2 separate regions of the Rattus norvegicus genome follow, and region 2 is linked to region 1. Evidence: chromatin contacts called from public Hi-C data. All regions are on one chromosome and are shown on one strand. Each heading gives the region's core, a stretch centred on a gene start, on an enhancer-like site or on the middle of the called end of the contact. The rest is flanking DNA. Distances are from core to core; before and after follow the strand shown.

Region 1 (4,444 bases), core at 1,010-3,509:
TGCTCATATGTGGACCATGGGTACGTCTGGGATCCACAAAGGTCAGAAGAGGGTACTGGATCCCTTGGAACTGGACTTACAAGTGGTTCTGAGCAGCCCTATGGGTGCTGGGAGCTGAACCTGAGTCCTCTGCAAGAACAACAGCATGTGTTCCTAACTGCGGGTCCACCTCCCCAGACCCTAATTAACTTTTAAGCTATCGTGCCAAGCGGTGAATTTCATCATGGTGTTTCTACATAGGCAGTCCACACCTTTTTCTTTTCTTTTCTTTTCTTTTCTTTCTTTCTTTCTTTTTTTTTTTTTTTTTTTTTTTTTTTTTTTTGGAGCTGGGGACCGAACCCAGGGCCTTGCACTTGCTAGGCAAGCGCTCTACCACTGAGCTAAATCCCCAACCCCGCAGTCCACACTTTTTAAGGTCAAGTTTTTCCACATGGCTACTTAAAGGTGAAACAGCGAATTAACTTTTACGTTAGGGCTTATGTGTTTATTTCTGCATTCCCAGCACATGGGACAGGACATACTGCGTGTATTACAGCATGTAGGAGTATTAAAGATGCTGGTTCAGAGAGGAAAGCACCTTGTTATGGGGAGGTGACATTTGCGGTATACAAGTGGGCGGGTTCAGATACAGGGATGTCAGTACATCGCCCAAGGCCCCGCCACCGCCCCCGCCCAAGGCCCCACCCCCTACACTGCAGCTTCTCTTCTGTAGGGACTGTTATGGTGAGATTCTGTAACTCCTGGTGGCCCCATGTGAGGTGTCATTCCACTCAGCCCCCAGAATTGTAACCTTCCTCTCAGTGTCCCAACCCTTCACTGGTACTGGTCATCCACAACAGGAAGTCCCTTTATGTCCTGTGACCCTCACCCTGAGGTCACTGGTGAGGAAACCGAGGCCTGAGCTGCTGGAATGGGTAAACGTGTGTGTGTGTGTGTGTGTGTGTGTGTGTGTGTGTGTGTGTGTGTGTACCATGAGTGGTGTGCCTGGTGCCGTTGGATGCCAGATGCAGGCTTTGATCTTGAACTGGAGGGTGAGCCACCATATGAATTCTGGAATTCAAAGCTGCCAGGGCTCTTTTTTTTTTTTTTTTTTTTTTTTTTTTTTTTTTTTTTTGGTTCTTTTTTTCGGAGCTGGGGACCGAACCCAGGGCCTTGCGCTTCCTAGGTAAGCGCTCTACCACTGAGCTAAATCCCCAGCCCCGCTGCCAGGGCTCTTAATCACCCAGTCTTCCATCCAACTCCATAATTGCTCTTTTGAAAGTGATGTCATTGGTACCTGTCCCATGCGCCAGTGGATGGGACAGCATTGATTGAACTTAGAGGGAAAGAGGAGAAAGAGGGAAAGACAGGGGACAGAGAAAGAAGGAGGGAGGAGAAAAAGAGGGAGGGGGAAGAGGAGGGAGGAAAGGGAGAAGGTGAGAAAGAGAAAGGAGAGAGAAGCGGAAGCAGGGAGGGGGCCATGTTGAGATATCTGCAGGGAATTGGAGGGGGAAATGGGGGATAGATATGATGATCATGTCTAATTCTCAAAAATAAAGAAAACTCAATCAATAAAAACAGTATTCAAAGATCCAGACTGAGAGGGAAGGTGGGAAGAAGCAGCCAGGCTGAGTTGGTGGTTCGGCGGGGGTTTCTCAGTGGGGGTGGGTCTGAGGCTTGCCGGGTCCTAGCTCCCCAGGACGCGGCCTCTGTGCCCTCAGAAAACCACCTGCTGCGCGCGCTGCACGAGTGCTACGCGGAGAACAACGGGACGACGCAGCGATTCATCATGAGATGCATCTTCAACCGCGAGGAGTTCATGCGCTTCGACAGCGCGGTGGGCGAGTTCCGCGCGCTCACCGCCATGGGGCGGCCGTGGGCCGAGTCCTGGAACAAGCAGAAGGACTACATGGAGCGGCGGAGGTCCGAGGTGGACACGGTGTGCAGACACAACTACGAGCTGAGCCAGGGCTTCACAGTGAAACGCCGAGGTGAGATCTCGGAGGAGAGCCAGGCTAGGCAGCAACCCGGGGGACCCACATGGTGGGATGGGGGAGACTTGGGGCGAGCACAAGGGCAGAGAGGCTGAACTAAGGAATGTCAAGAACACGTCAGGCCTGGTAACCAGCCTGCTATGGTAAAGGGAGCAGGGCCACGGGACAATCGTAGGAGCTGTGGGGAGATGGGCCACAGGCGCCACCTCCCAGGAGTGCGAGCTGTGGGGGTTGGGGGCCGGCACAGAGGGTGCAATGGAGACTCGGGACTCAAGGACAGGTGCAGGAGGGCCCGCCCGGTGAGGTCATCTAGAGAGGCCAATCAGTAAAGAGAACAAAGGGGACCGGAAGCAGGCTAAGAGCAGTCACTGTGAGGAGACTATGAAGGGAAGCAAAAACCGGGGCAGGGAAGTGTCGGGAAACTGAGGTACAGAGGGTGGCAGACAACAGCAGACAGGGGGACCAACAGCTTCAGAAGGTAAGGACAGAAGTTGGAGGGTTGGGAAGCCAGAAAGGAGGTAGGCGGGTTAGGCAGGCGGTCAGAGCGTGAAGGCGGCAGGTGAGCTATGCAGAGCCAGGAGAAAGGGCCCCTGGCTCCTTCCCGTCAGCTTTTGGATGGGACTTGGTGAGTATCCTGAAGGGATCTGAAGGAGAAAAGCCGGGGGTGAAGCGGGCAGCCTTCTGCAGATACAGGGAAGAGGGTGTGTGGACACACGCCCTTAAACCCCTCTCTGGAAAGCGAGAATCCCCGTCATCAACTATTCCTGACTCCTAGGAGGGAGTGGGAATCCAGACGGATTGGAGAGGAGTTGGGACAGTGACCTGAGTCAGAGATGATGACCCAGTAGCTCGGTAAAGTGATGTCCAAAGCACATGGGGTTGTCCTCAGTGGTAGGCTGGCATCCAGTGTGCTTGGTTGCTGGGTTGCACAGAGCCCTAAATTCCGGTCTGAACTTGGGTGAATCACCCGAACCAGAGTGTCCCAGACTCGTCCGCTCAGCAGATCCTCCAAAAATCACCACCCAGAGGTCACACTCGGCAGTGCCGAGGACCCCAGAGATCCACACTGAGCAGGTGCCGGGGTCTGAAGACTGCTTTCAGTTAGTGTCCCGGTGGTGACAGGGTAACCAGGTACAGACGTGTTGCCAAGCCCGAGGGTGGTTGTTTGAGCCGTTCTCACCATATAGCCCAGGCTAGACCAGAACTCGCCACCCACCAGCCTCAAGAATTTCAGTTGGGTGAGCACCACACAGAACTGCTGTCCAAGTAGGAAACGTCAGGGTTTCAGCCGTGCTTTCAGTGTCGAGTGAGCTGGGAAGAGGGAACGCTGGAGTCCATCACCCGAAGAACGATAATCATGGCGCATATTAGGAGAGAGGAAAGCACTGCTGCCGTTTAATCTTAAAACTAATTTGAAATAAATAAACGGGACTGGAGAGGTGGCTCAGTGGTTAGGGGCGCCGACTGTTCTCCCAGAGGTCCTGAGTTCAAATCCCAGCATGGTGTACCTCAAGACAGCAACGGTGTACTTATACATAATAAGTAAATAAATAAATCTTTTAAAAAATAAACAAGTAAACAACTAACAAAAAAGAAAATGGTGGCGAGCTATGAAGTTTCTTTTTCTTTTGCCATTGTGAAATATATTTTGAACCAGAAGAGTAACGAGTCCTTTGGGCCTGTAGACTTAGCTGCAGAGCCCCCTAGAGGTCAGTTGTATACTGCAGGCATGTTGCATAGCTCATGGCATGTTCTAAGGTAAAACTGACTAACCCAGAGTCCAGGAGTTCAAATGGAGGGAGACACATCTTAATTCATAAATCACAATTCAGGAAGGAGTTGGCTGAGGAAATGTCAGTTCATAAAAGTGATCAAGTAGGGGCTGGAGAAATGGCTCAGCGGTTAAGAGCACTGACTACTCTTCCAGAGGACCTGAGTTCAATTCCCAATAACCACCTGGTGGCTCACGACCATCTGTAATGGGATCTGATGCCCTCTTCTGGTGTGTCTGAAGAAAGTGACATTGTATCTACATACATAAAATAAATAAATACCTAAAAATAATATTTGAGGGGTTGGGGATTTAGCTCAGTGGTAGAGCACTTGCCTAGGAAGCGCAAGGCCCTGGGTTCGGTCCCCAGCTCCGAAAAAAAGAACCAAAAAAAAATATTTGAATGAACCTTGTGTCCTTCTCACCATGACAATGTGGGAGACTCACTATATCCTGGAATTCACTCTGTAGCCCAGGCTGGCCTCACACTCACAGATTCACCTACCTCTGCCTCCCGAGTGCTGGGATTGAAGGCCTTCACCACAGAATCACACTCTCACGTGACGCTTCTTTTCCACTTCTAGTCCGGCCTAAGGTACACGTGTCACCCTCCAAGAAGGTCACCCTGAAGCACCATGACCTGTTGGTCTGCCACGTGACAGATTTCTACCCGGGCAGCATTCAGGTCCGCTGGTTCCAG
Region 2 (4,408 bases), core at 1,054-3,553, 54 kb after region 1:
GTCAGTGTCCTTCCCAGGGTCAGCATCCATTCCTCCTCTCACAGTCATGGAATTCGATGTAACTCAGTCCTCCCAGGGTTCATTGCAACGCCCATGACCCAGAAAATGCCAGAGAAAGTGAAGGACAAGGTAGGCTGTGGGTGGAGGGCAGTCTGTCAAGGGCACAGTGCTTGTACATAATGAAGGATGATGAAAAAGTAAGGGGTGGGAGGGAGTCCATAAAAGAAAGTTTTACCCACGTGTTTCTTTACAGGTAACTGCAATGATTCCGTTGGGACACATGGGGGACCCTGAGGGTGAGCATGGATTGGGAGAAGGATCTGAGGGGGCTTGAACAGAGCCTTAAATCTGTAATAGTCTTGAAAAGGTCGCACAGGGATTAATGATTGGTGTAGGTTTAGGGGTTGGGGTTTTTTTTGAGGGGAGTGGGGATATAGCCAGTCTGGATCTAAGGAAGTGAGACTGCCCTTCCCCCACCATCCCCATAGATGTAGCAGATGTGGTTGCGTTCCTGGCATCAGAAGACAGTGGATACATCACAGGGGCCTCCGTGGAAGTCAGTGGTATGAGGCCTTCATGGGGAGGAGGACCGGAAAACAGAACCCGGGCTGTGTGAGAAAGTGAGGGGACCCTGCAGCCTGAAGGGCAGAGAGATCCCTTCTTTAGACCAGGGACAGAAGTGGGTGCCTACATCCCCACCCATGCACCTGTCCCGATGCTTCAACCCCTCTCAGGAGGTCTTTTCATGTAACCGCCTGCTGGAAGCCGGACTCTGCTCACTCCCCCACCACTGCCTGGCCTCCTGCTGATGAGGACGCTAAGTTCCCAGGCTACAAAAGAGATGGCAGTGTGTGGCTCAGGCATGCTGAATATGGAAGGCAGGGGTGCTTGTGACCCTAATAAATTCCAAATCCTCTTCCCTGCCACCTCCGGTTCTTCTTGTGTCCAAGCCCTCAGACCCTTCCCCACCTCCCCCCCTCTCCCCTTTCCAAAGGATTGTTCCTTTTCACTGCCTGGTCTCCCAGGGCAACCCCCGCCGCCGGGTGTGAGAGGAAAGAGTGTATGTCACTGTGTATGCGTGACACTCTGGGTCTTTTCAGAGGGAGGGGATTCTGTTCCCACCCCCTCTCATTGGTTCTGCAGCACCAGTCATGCCCCCCCCCCATTCCCGGGGTTCCTTATGGCCCCCAAGGGTGATTTGTTCTTGGCCCCATCCTGGTGTCCAGTCTGGCCTTGGAAGGGGGTCTTGGAACAGGTGGCCCTCCCCCACCCCTCCTTTCTCTTTTTCCCCTCCCTTCTCTCCACCTTACAATAGCTGCAGCCGGCCTGGGGTCGGATGGGGGGGATTAGGGGAGGGGGCCAGGATTAGGGGAATGGACTAGCCGATGAAAGGGGCTGGAGGAGAGCAGAAGGGAGGGGGCTGGGAGGAGGAGGAGGAGGAAGGGGAGGGGGTCCTTGCTAATCGACTCTGGTGCCCACATAAGGACTGGCCACGGACTGAAGGAGAGAACAGGGAAGTAGGGGGCAACTGGGTTGGGGGGCGAGGGGACCCGCTGCTAACTTGTCCCAGAGATAGGCCACTCCCTGGTAGCCGCTGCGCAGGCTGGCGTGGGGGACGAACACCCATCACTGTCTCTTCCTCCGTGCCCCTTATTCCCGGCCCTCAACCGGTATGGCCCTGCTCCCTCTTCTTCTCTCTCCTCCTCGTCCGCTTCCTTCACTCCGAGTCCCGGAGTGGCTCTGCCTACTTTCCCACGCCAGACATTCACTCGTGTATTCCCCGATTCCCCCTCCCAGGGACCCGCCCCATCTGGTGTCCCCGCTTCCGCGTGGCGTCTCCAGCCCCGGTGCCTCCTGTGCGCTTCTCTCCCTGTCCCGGGCCGCGGCTCCTGATTGTCCAAACGCAATTCTCGAGTCTCTGGCTCCGGCCGAGAGTTGCGTCTGGACGTCCCGAGCCGCCGCCCCCAAACCTCGAGGGGGAGAGGCCGGGCGAAGCGCGGGACAGTCCCCGGACACTCTCGGGACCCCGCCGCAGCCCTAGGACTTCAGGGCGCGCGCCCAGCAGCCGAGGTGCAGCTGTGGCTGGCTTTCCGGGGTTCCCAGGCCCGGCTTGAGAGAAGTTGGGGATCAGCGTCACGGAGGGGAGCTCCGACCTTGGGCTCTCCACAAGTACCAGCACCCAGCGGCGCGGCTCCGCGCGCGCCCCGCGGAGGAGGGGGAACCCGGTTCCACGGCGCGCGTGGCGCGTGAGGGCGGTGACGTCTCCGTCGCGGGGTGGGATGCAGGGAGGGCGGAAGTGACGTCGGGCCTCAGCGCCCGGGCCATGGCGGCGGCGGTGGCAGCAAGGGTTGCGGCGTGAGTGGCAGCTACGGACCGAGCAGACCAGGGCGGCGGAGCCCCGGGGTCCCCGGGGAGAGGCCCGCAGTGGGGCAGCGCGAAGGCCGGAGCCGGGTGAGGGGCCGCGGGGCGCGCGCCCAGGGTCAGGGGGCGGGGTCTGCAGAGGGGCGGCCCCGACAGCGTCTCCCTCCCTCCCCCTCCGCAGACCTCTCTCAGCGGAGCCCTGCTTGGAGGGGGTCGGTGCCCCGTCGCCATGACGACGCCGGCGAATGCACAGAATGCCAGCAAAACGTGGGAACTGAGTCTCTATGAGCTGCACCGGACCCCGCAGGTGACAGGAATCTTCCAGTCCCAGCTTACTCCCTCCCGCCAACCCTCCCCCTCCCCCACCACACTATTCTTTGCCCGACTCGGTCTCAGAATCATCTTCTCAAAGCACTTTTACACTTACCTCGTTTAATCCGATTTAACCCCTCAACGCGGCCATGACAGAGAGCTACAGCAGATATCACCGTCTAAATTGAAGCACGGTTAACAGACGCCAGAAGACCTTCTGTCTCATCTCAAGAGCCACATGTCAGTGTACACATATATTCATCCTACGAGCTTAAATAGAATCCCCTCTCCAGTATTCTGACCCACGTGCGCTGGGACGGCGTCCGAATCTGTTTTAATTGGCACCCTGAAACTGCTAGTCTAGGTAGTCTTGTTCTTTAGAGTTTTTAGAAAGCCTGTTGAGGCCGGATATGATGGTGCAGTCCTTTAACCCCAGCACTCCTGAAGCAGAGACAGATCTCTTAAGTCTGAGGTCAGTCTAGCTAGTTGCCTACCAGGATCACATGCCTATGGAGACCCTGTCTTGAAAACAACAAACAAACAAATAAAGAAGTCTTGTTGCGTAAATATCCCTCAACCCATAGAGCAGTGCGGTCCTCCAACCCTAGCCCTCTCTCTCATCAAACCTCTGGTCCTTCTGTTTCAAAACTCCTTGTAAATGGGCCCTCATCCCTTCTTCTGTTCCGGTAATTTCCAAGTCATTGGTCTCCTCCATCCCAGAATTCCCCATCAGTTTTGGTCAGCGTGGCTGTCCAGGTTCTTACGTTTCTCAGAGCTTGCCTCTAAAGTCCCTCTTCCCCAACCCGCCCCCGCCTGCTAATGACTCAGGAAGCCATCATGGACGGGACGGAGATTGCTGTTTCGCCCCGGTCACTGCATTCGGAGCTCATGTGCCCCATCTGCCTGGACATGCTGAAAAACACAATGACCACCAAGGAATGCTTGCACAGGTTCTGCTCGGACTGCATCGTCACTGCCCTGCGGAGCGGGTAACAGGAGGGACGATGCCATGGGGCCAGGCGGGCCAACCTGGGCATCGACCATGGGCGCTGACCTTCCTCCCACCCCAGGAACAAAGAGTGCCCCACCTGCCGGAAAAAGCTGGTATCCAAGCGGTCCCTACGGCCCGACCCCAACTTCGACGCCCTGATCTCCAAAATCTATCCTAGCCGGGAGGAGTACGAGGCCCATCAAGACCGGGTGCTCATCCGCCTCAGCCGCCTGCACAACCAGCAGGCGCTGAGCTCCAGTATCGAGGAGGGGCTTCGGATGCAGGCCATGCACAGGTGCGGAGATCCAGAGAACACATAGCCTGTGGGGCTTGTCTGCGGTGCGGGGCTCGTCCGCCCTGCAGCTGACGTTGGGATTTGAGGGCAAATGTCTGTCCTCAAGCAAGTTAACCCCACCAGCCCTCGTTAAGCCTATTTCTTCCGCCACCCACTAGAGATAAACAGGCAGCAGCATATCCCTAGTAGGGTTTCCGCGGCCTCCTGGCAGGGGCGGCGTCCTCCGAAGTTTAACACTTAGGGCTTGAGTCAGGCCCTTTGTAACCCGGAGTGTTTGCTTTCTACAGGGCCCAGCGTGTGAGGCGGCCGATGCCAGGATCTGATCAGACCACCACAATGAGTGGGGGGGAAGGAGAGCCTGGGGAGGGAGAAGGGGATGGGGAGGACATAAGCTCCGACTCCGCCCCAGACTCTGCTCCGGGCCCCGCTCCCAAGCGACCCCGTGGAGG

The links. A called contact is a pair of places that touch in the nucleus more often than the background predicts.
Region 2: a contact with region 1 is called in a Hi-C map of kidney, with 2.6 times the contacts expected there. The contact joins the promoter of Ring1 here to the enhancer-like site in region 1. A contact is called at or near these places in 6 of 12 Hi-C or Micro-C datasets (Schwann cells, frontal cortex, kidney and 3 more) and 1 of 1 datasets of contacts at active chromatin or transcription factors (oligodendrocytes).

What each region holds. Positions count from the first base shown.
Region 1 is chr20:4,775,827-4,780,270 of GRCr8, forward strand. It overlaps the pseudogene RT1-Hb-ps1. Among named protein-coding and RNA genes, the nearest start is that of RT1-Ha, 5.9 kb to the left of the region's middle. Within about 2 kb of position 2,260, at least 8 of the 93 cell types and tissues checked have an H3K27ac peak or open chromatin away from gene starts, as enhancers often do. A contact at or near this core is called in kidney, where this site is marked.
Region 2 is chr20:4,829,710-4,834,117 of GRCr8, forward strand. Ring1 (ring finger protein 1) reads left to right here and starts at 2,304. Exons shown (of 7, transcript NM_212549.2): 1 at 2,304-2,451; 2 at 2,543-2,668; 3 at 3,502-3,662; 4 at 3,744-3,959; 5 at 4,247-4,408. The coding sequence starts at 2,591. Mir219a1 (microRNA 219a-1) reads left to right here and starts at 1,871; the gene lies at 1,871-1,980. It overlaps Hsd17b8 (hydroxysteroid (17-beta) dehydrogenase 8), which reads left to right. Exons shown (of 9, transcript NM_212529.1): 6 at 45-129; 7 at 254-296; 8 at 489-563; 9 at 735-925. The coding sequence ends at 751.